Regions from separate parts of the Mus musculus genome. Here region 1 is linked to region 2. Evidence: chromatin contacts called from public HiChIP or PLAC-seq data. All regions are on one chromosome and are shown on one strand. The core of a region is the stretch at or near the end of the contact, and the rest is flanking DNA. Distances in the headings are between cores, read along the strand shown. Region 1 has its middle 4.0 kb from the start of Gm35145. Region 2 overlaps Zfhx3 (zinc finger homeobox 3).

Region 1 (3,466 bases), core at 842-3,341, 520 kb before region 2:
CATGCCCATCGGTGACAGCCATCCATGCACACACTCTGCTTAGAGCAGCTGCATCGACACATTGATGGATCTGTGCTTTAAGAAGAATTTCTTTTCTTATACAGGAAATAACTCCTTGGTGGTATAGAAAATGTGTTCGTATTAGCCGGGCCAAATTCATTCATGCTTCCATTAAGGAATCTCTATAGCTACTAGCCCAATCTTTACATTCTTTAAAACTACTGTTCTAGTTTGTCTTGCCCCTATTCTTCATGAATAGCAGGTCGGAGTTCCCCATAAGACTTCTGGCTCAGTATCTCACAGGGAGACATTAGGATGTCAGTATAATTCCTTTTTAAAGAAAGCTTTGGGTTGGGGCAGTGGCTCAATCAGTAAAGTATTTGCTGCGCAAGTATGAAAGCCCATGCTTGACTCCACAGCATCTCTGTAAACATCAGGCACGGTGGTATGTGTCTGTAATTCCAACACCAGGGAGGCAGAGACAGACAGCATGGTCCTGGGAGCCTGCTACCCAGCCAGTCTATCTAGATAGGTGAGCTCCAGTTTCCTAGAGAGATTCTATCTCAAAACAAAAACAAAAACAAAAACCAAAAAACCAAAAAACCAAAACTGTTTGGAGACCAACTGAGATGCCTGCCATTGTTCTTTGGCACACCTGGACACTTGCGTAGGTATGTGTCCGTGCACACACATACCCACAGACAGCCATAGTATCACTAGCCTGCTCGATGGTCTACGGGCAGCACTTGCCAAATTTAGTTGGTTTTAAGGATGCAGAATCACCTGGAGATTCTGACTCTGCTGGTCTGAGACACACTAGCGATCCATATTTTACACTAGTAGTAGCCTATGGCTCTCACAGCTAGGCAAGGGCAGGAGACACTGCCTTGCTTTACATAATGGGTTCTGGCCACAGAGCTGCATGCGATTGTAACCAGGCTTAGCAGAAGCCACGAGCAAAAAGAGAGTGTGGAGATTTTGAGAGAGAGAGAGAGAGAGAGAGAGAGAGATTGAGAGAGAGAGCTCCATCTGTGAGTCATGGGGTGACCTCACCAGGTAATTGGGCACCCAGGGTCACTGCAGCCACCTGGAAGCTTCTGATAGAGAAAGCTTTGGGGAATCTTTTATTAACATATTTAATATGCCTGACTAAGGGGAAAACATACACAAAGCTAGGAGGCCTTGTTAGCAAGCCATCCCTGCATAATTCTTGGCCAGGAAATAATGACTTCTCTCCCAGGAAAGGTTTAGTTTAACCCTTAGCTTGCCTTTTTCCAGGGGCAAGCCAGTGGACATGTATAACCCTTCCTAGGTTAGTAGACGGGTAGGGATGGGCAAGGGCTGTCCCCGGGGTCTTTTTGGAAGTGCCCAGTGGAAGTACAAGTCACAGAAAGCATCATTATGGAGCAGGGTTATGGCTTCCATGAGAGAGCAGTCTTCCATGTTACGCCCCAGGCTGCCTCCTCCTCTATTGGGGTCAGCTTTGAGGACCTTTGGGGACCCCCACAGAATTGACCCATGACAAGAAATCTCTCTGCCTCGTGGTTATGGCTGAGAGGTGACAGCAGCTCTTTTGCTGCTGAGCATTGAGTAAGATGAAGTGCAGAGGCTTAGTGGGCAGCAGAAATCAGAACCATGTGTCTCTGAGAGTGGGGTGGAAACTCAGAGCTGTGGCTTTTCCAGACTGCCTTGGTCGCTCTGCCTCGGCTCCACAACACACACACCTGCACACCAGACCTAGGTAGGTATGATGCTAACTTGCCCCTCTCCCCAACAAAGTTGGCCCATCCCCCCATGGGAAATGTTTTGTTTGGTGGCAATAGCTAAGAGAAAATAGAACACTCTCTCCTTGTTTACAGACGAATCATTCTGCATCAGAGGTGACTTGTTTTCCACCCTTGCAAGAGTCTGACGGGGGCTTTTCCTTTCTTTTCCTTCTCTTCCTTCATTTCATTTCTTTTTTTTTTCTTTTGCCTTTTTCATAAATAAATATTTTAACTGGAAATTTCCAAGTGTATGACAGGCCTAGAATGTGAACTTGAATGTACTGTAATAGAAATCATCAGTTGCCATGGCGACCTGTTCCAAGAGCAGAGTCACGTGAGCGGAGAGCGCTCAGTAATACTAACACATCAGAGAGCGAGGCCACTTAACCTCAATCGCTTCCAGCTATTGTGCAGAATGCAATTGAATTTATTCCTAATTTCTGCCAGTGCCAAGGAACAAAATTTCCCTGCAGATTTTAATCTTACTCAGGCAGTGCCAGCCGGCGCTCAGACGCTGTTCAACACCAATATTCAACCCGGCTACTCGCCCACTTTACAGCTCCATTTTCTTATTCTTATCTGCAATAATAGCTTCCCTCTGCCTGCTGGATCCCGCACATCCCCCTGCCCTGGGGAGAACTGCCCTTCTCCTTCCCACGTGGCCGTGCGGTTTTCTCTGACTCTGGCTGCTAATGCAAGAAACACAGCCTTTATAATAATACCAATAAAAAAAAAAAAGACAGCAATAGTCGCCCCACCCCACCCCCACCCCTTTCCCCTAAACCTGTTGTGAAATACAATTTCTGTCAGCTTTTGACTGTGCTTTGGAATAGCACAATTAACAGCCCCATCATAATGAGGCAAAGCCCATGGGGTCAGTGAATAATGGAATCAAAGGGTGAGTTTTCAGTCTCCATCACAGTCACCTCCCTCCCGGCCCCCCAACCAGGGGAGCAGCCCAGACGCCCAGGAGGTACAGCCGCCTATCACAGAACACTCATTTCGAGAGCTTATCAGCTTCCATGAAGGCTGATAAATCAGAGTGTCTCATACGGACAGTCTCAAGTTAGCCGTGTCATCGATCCCTCCTCCCCTTTTAAGCTATTTGTCTTATTCACTTCCAAAGATGGTATCAGAGATGCCAAATGAGCCTTTGTTTTCCGTGCTCTTGGGCAGCCTAGGGTGAGTTGCCCGTCTTGCTGCAGGGACGGGGGAAATCGTTCTTCCGGGTTTAGTCCTTTGTTTCCAGCCCAAGGTCACCTCTGGCCCCTTGGTTCAGGTGTTGTCAGCAGTCTGTCTGTGTTCAGAGGCAGGAGGCGGAGTCCTCCTAGCTGACAGTCTTTGCATGGCCCTAGCCCTCCAGTGACCTTCCTCTTTTATGGATGCTACTTTAAAAAAGATGTAAAACCTGCTGGAATAACTAAATGGAGTCTAGGTAGAGTCCAGCTCTCAGAGAGTCCATGTTGAAGGTCACGCAAAAGGAACCTTAAAAATAGGGAAATTATTGGATATCTTTTTTTTTTTGGGGGGGGGGAGGAAAAAAAAAGGTAGTTTCTGTGGTGGCTTGCATTAGTGGGTGGGTGTCTCTAAATGGCTGAGGAAGACATCATTGCAAATGCCTTTCTCAGCCAGTACCTGACCATTGTTCTAACACTGTGGTGGGACAGGGAATGTGATGCAAGCCCAGGGGAGGCATAATG
Region 2 (3,541 bases), core at 587-3,086:
AGTCTTCTCTCCCGCAGCTGGGGTCAGCAGAGGTCGGCTTGAGGTCCCCGCCGTGCTCCATGCTTGCAGGTGGCAAGATGTTCTTTCCCGGGTCCTCTGACGCTTCTGTGAAAAATACAAACACATCAAGCCCAAAGATGAAGAAGGCTTTGTTTCCAGGGTGGCACCCAGAGCGGTTATCTAGCCCGGCTTTATGAACACAGGAAACATCCAACCGAGTGCCAAAGTCTCTCCACAGGGCCAGTAGAATACGCACATAACCAAGGTGCCCAAGAACAGATGGATAGGAAGAAGGCTATATTATATATAGGCCCAATTCGTAACAGGCCTGTGTCATAGCATAGACCCAACAGTCTCCTAACTGTATTTAATTCTGAAGCCTCGGTTTCTCAAAAGGTCATCTGAAGGTTACTGGTCTCAAGGGTACCATTCACGCCCACTTTTTTGGTTATAGGAATTTTAGCACATCAGGTCTGTTGTCAGGGGCAGCTGCACTAATGCTGTCCTAAGCTGTGAGGAAGTCCTGCATTTAGGGTTTCAGGATTCTTGAAAGCATTTAGTTTCGTGTTTAATGTGACACCCCTCCCCCCTGGCTTTTACATCACTGTTTCTAGAACCCAGGTCTCTGCTCACGTTAGCAGGAAAGTTAATTATTTAACTGTACTACTTTAAAAAAAAAAAAAGGTTCATCATATCCATAAGTACCCTGGCTCTTCCCAGGTCTCCTTCTAATGTGGCCACGTCACAAGGAAGAGGGCTGGGCCCCGGCAGTGTGAACCTTAGATGCCTGTAAGAGTGTGCTCAAGACTGAGGAGAGCAAAGAACCAGCACGGAGGCCTAAGAGCTATCTCACTACTGCAGCAGAAACGCCTGTGACAATGGTCCTTACAAGCGGTATGTTTAAACAAGGCGATTCCAGAAGACTCCAAGCGTTCTATGCAGAGGTAGTGAGAGAGACAGCTGAGGGATCTCATTGAGTGGCAAGGCTCTAGCAGCCATGTCTTTGGCTGAGTTCACCATGGGGATGTCCATGAGCAAACTGACTACAAGATACTTCCTAAGACCTAAAAGGCCACAGGCTTTGCTGATAAAACCCATCAGCCCCATTCACTTGGGATATACTGTAAAGAATCCCTCAGCCCTTGTGCCCCATGGAGATTTTTGACCAAGAATTCATCTTGTTTCTGGCTGGAGGAATTATGATTAGCGACACTGACCAGGTTGCTTTCCTGCCTCTTCCAAAGTGGAGTTCCCATCTCGGTCCGCAGCGGCAGCAGGGAGGAACATGCTACTAGGCATAACCATCTCAGGAGCGGTCACCTGAGGGGAGAGAGGCAGCGAGACGACAGAGTCAAGGCGCGGGGGAAAACAGACACAAAATACGAAAGGTTTAAAAAGTATTCAATAAGCAAAATTAGCCTTCACCAGCGTAGAAGCTGGAGGTGTCACTTTGCATAGCTCAGTGAAGACTCATGTTTATTAGACAAAGCTCACATCAGTCAAAAGTGTTTCTACGGTTACATTCTGGACATAATTAGCAGTGCACACTTGAAGAGTAATCTTATTATTAATATTTTTCTTTTATGCAGAATTTTGACTTTGATCACTGACAATGTTTTGTCACGGGCTGTGAAACTTCTTGGGCAACCAATTAGGTAGATAAGTTGAAAGGCCCACCTTAAGCTACCGCAAACATAATAAGGGCCCTAATTAAATCATACCTAGTAAAGTACGCGGTAATCTGGAAGCAGGGAGCATTGTAGCACTGTTTTCAAAATGTATTCAGGCGAGGAGAGGAGGGGAGTTGGCGGAGTGAAGGAAAGGGTAAGAGGCAGAAAGGAGAACAAAGGGAGGCTAAGGACGCGCACACACTGGCAGCTTTTCCAGGGAACAACACCGTGTAACCCTTTACAAGCTGACATCAAGCACAAACAAGCAGTTCTTGTGACTCACGTTAAGCCAGAGTTTCGTCTAGAGCCTTTTATGCATGGGGCACACAGCATCAGAGGGAGCGTGTGCCCAGAATCCCAGCAATCCAGCTAATTCTGCACAGCGTTCTACAACGGAAGCCCCCTTCCCTGAGACTGGGCCGTTAGCCCCTAATGGAACATTTCCATAATTAGCCCTAAGATCTAAGTAGCTACATTTTAGGTCAGATCCTCAGACTTTGTGCTCTGCCTCCCTGCTGTGTGGGCCAGAAGCTAGCTCCTATCACAGGCTCTTCTGGATGTGTGACAGTGACAGGCCATGGCAGCCTTCAGTATCCGGGCGAAGAATAAGGACTCTCCATCTAAAGAGTTCGCTAACCTGCAAGAGTTAAAGAGTTCGCTAACCTGCAAGTACAGCTCTCCAGTGGCCACAACCTTAAAAACCAAACAATTCTCCCTTTCCCGGCAAGTGCCCACTACCCATAGCTCCTCAGTCTGCAGGGGGACCTACAGATTGTCTACCTCATTTGGGTGGGGTTGGAGGACGAACTGGGGCATAGGCATGACCATGTCTCATTGTGTACACGTGTGACACTCTGGAAACTAACAGGGGAGTGGGCAGCAATCTCTCTTTGCCACGAGGCAGGAACATTTGACATCGATAACAATTCCAGATGCACTAGAAACTGTCTTTAATTTGACAATGGCTGGAGGAGTAACGGGAGGTGGCATAGTACCTAGCCCCACCCAGAGGCCCTGCTGGACCAATCAGACAAAACTTCACTGCAAGACTAATTTCGCTTGTTTAAACTTAATATTTTAAAAATTATTTGAGAGGTTGTGAGATCCTTGCCTTTCTCAGACAGCTGCTGGCCAAGTCCGCTAGTGTCACCAACAACAGGCTCAACAAGTAGGGGGAACTAGAACAAATGTGGCTGCTGGCCAAAAAGACGACTTCGTATTTAGGTGCACGAGATAGGGTTTTACAGGTCTGGAAACCAGTAGACACAAAACCTAAGCAATAGGCGCTCCAGAGAAGGGTCTTGAGGAGAAGGCCCACCGCGCTAGGCAGAGCAGGTGTGTGGCAGGTGAATGGGAAAGGCATGTGCCCGCCTTCAGACAGCTGCACCACAGTGCATGGAGCCTGCGACAGACAGCTGCTGTAGAGCTAGCTAGCTGAATTGCCCAGAACAGAGTGGGGACTGCCAAACTCGTTCTATTTTCTCCTTAATAGAAAGCATTTCTGACCAGTGTGGTTGGGGAGTCCAGCGGGAATCCAAGAAGTGAAAGGTCACCGATTAATTTATAGTCTTCAGCCTCTTCAGCCGAGGGGGAGCACGAGGTGGGGGGTAAGAGGGAGAGAAAGAGAAGGAAAATAAAAAGAGCCCCCCCACACACCTTTTTTCTCAGTTGTAGCTGCAGGATCAGTCCTTTTGGGGGATCTTTAGGAATTATGAAAAAATGAATCATGAGAAGTAAAAAAAAAAAGCCCTACAGAGTAAAAAAGAATAAAATTATCTCTCACCTCAGCCGTGCATCATTATAGAAAACCGTGGGCTTTTTCTAAGCGTTACAGTAAGGCAGACATCCTCTCCAACAGACTCAGTACGACG

Evidence for each region. HiChIP or PLAC-seq counts read pairs in DNA pulled down with a chosen protein or histone mark.
Region 1: an H3K4me3 HiChIP or PLAC-seq map of embryonic basal ganglia shows a contact between it and region 2, with 5 times the contacts expected there. The contact joins two enhancer-like sites. A contact is called at or near these places in 1 of 39 promoter capture datasets (hippocampal neurons), 2 of 484 Hi-C or Micro-C datasets (both in embryonic stem cells), 3 of 115 datasets of contacts at active chromatin or transcription factors (embryonic basal ganglia and embryonic stem cells) and 1 of 9 other capture datasets (embryonic stem cells).

The regions. Positions count from the first base shown.
Region 1 is chr8:109,463,441-109,466,906 of GRCm38.p6, reverse strand. It overlaps a transcript of Pmfbp1 not described here. Among named protein-coding and RNA genes, the nearest start is that of Gm35145, 4.0 kb to the right of the region's middle. Within about 2 kb of position 2,091, at least 72 of the 459 cell types and tissues checked have an H3K27ac peak or open chromatin away from gene starts, as enhancers often do. A contact at or near this core is called in embryonic basal ganglia, where this site is marked.
Region 2 is chr8:108,942,881-108,946,421 of GRCm38.p6, reverse strand. It overlaps Zfhx3 (zinc finger homeobox 3), which reads right to left. Exons shown (of 10, transcript NM_007496.2): 8 at 1,218-1,320; 9 at 1-105. Among named protein-coding and RNA genes, the nearest start is that of Mir3108, 7.8 kb to the right of the region's middle. Within about 2 kb of position 1,836, at least 14 of the 459 cell types and tissues checked have an H3K27ac peak or open chromatin away from gene starts, as enhancers often do. A contact at or near this core is called in embryonic basal ganglia, where this site is marked.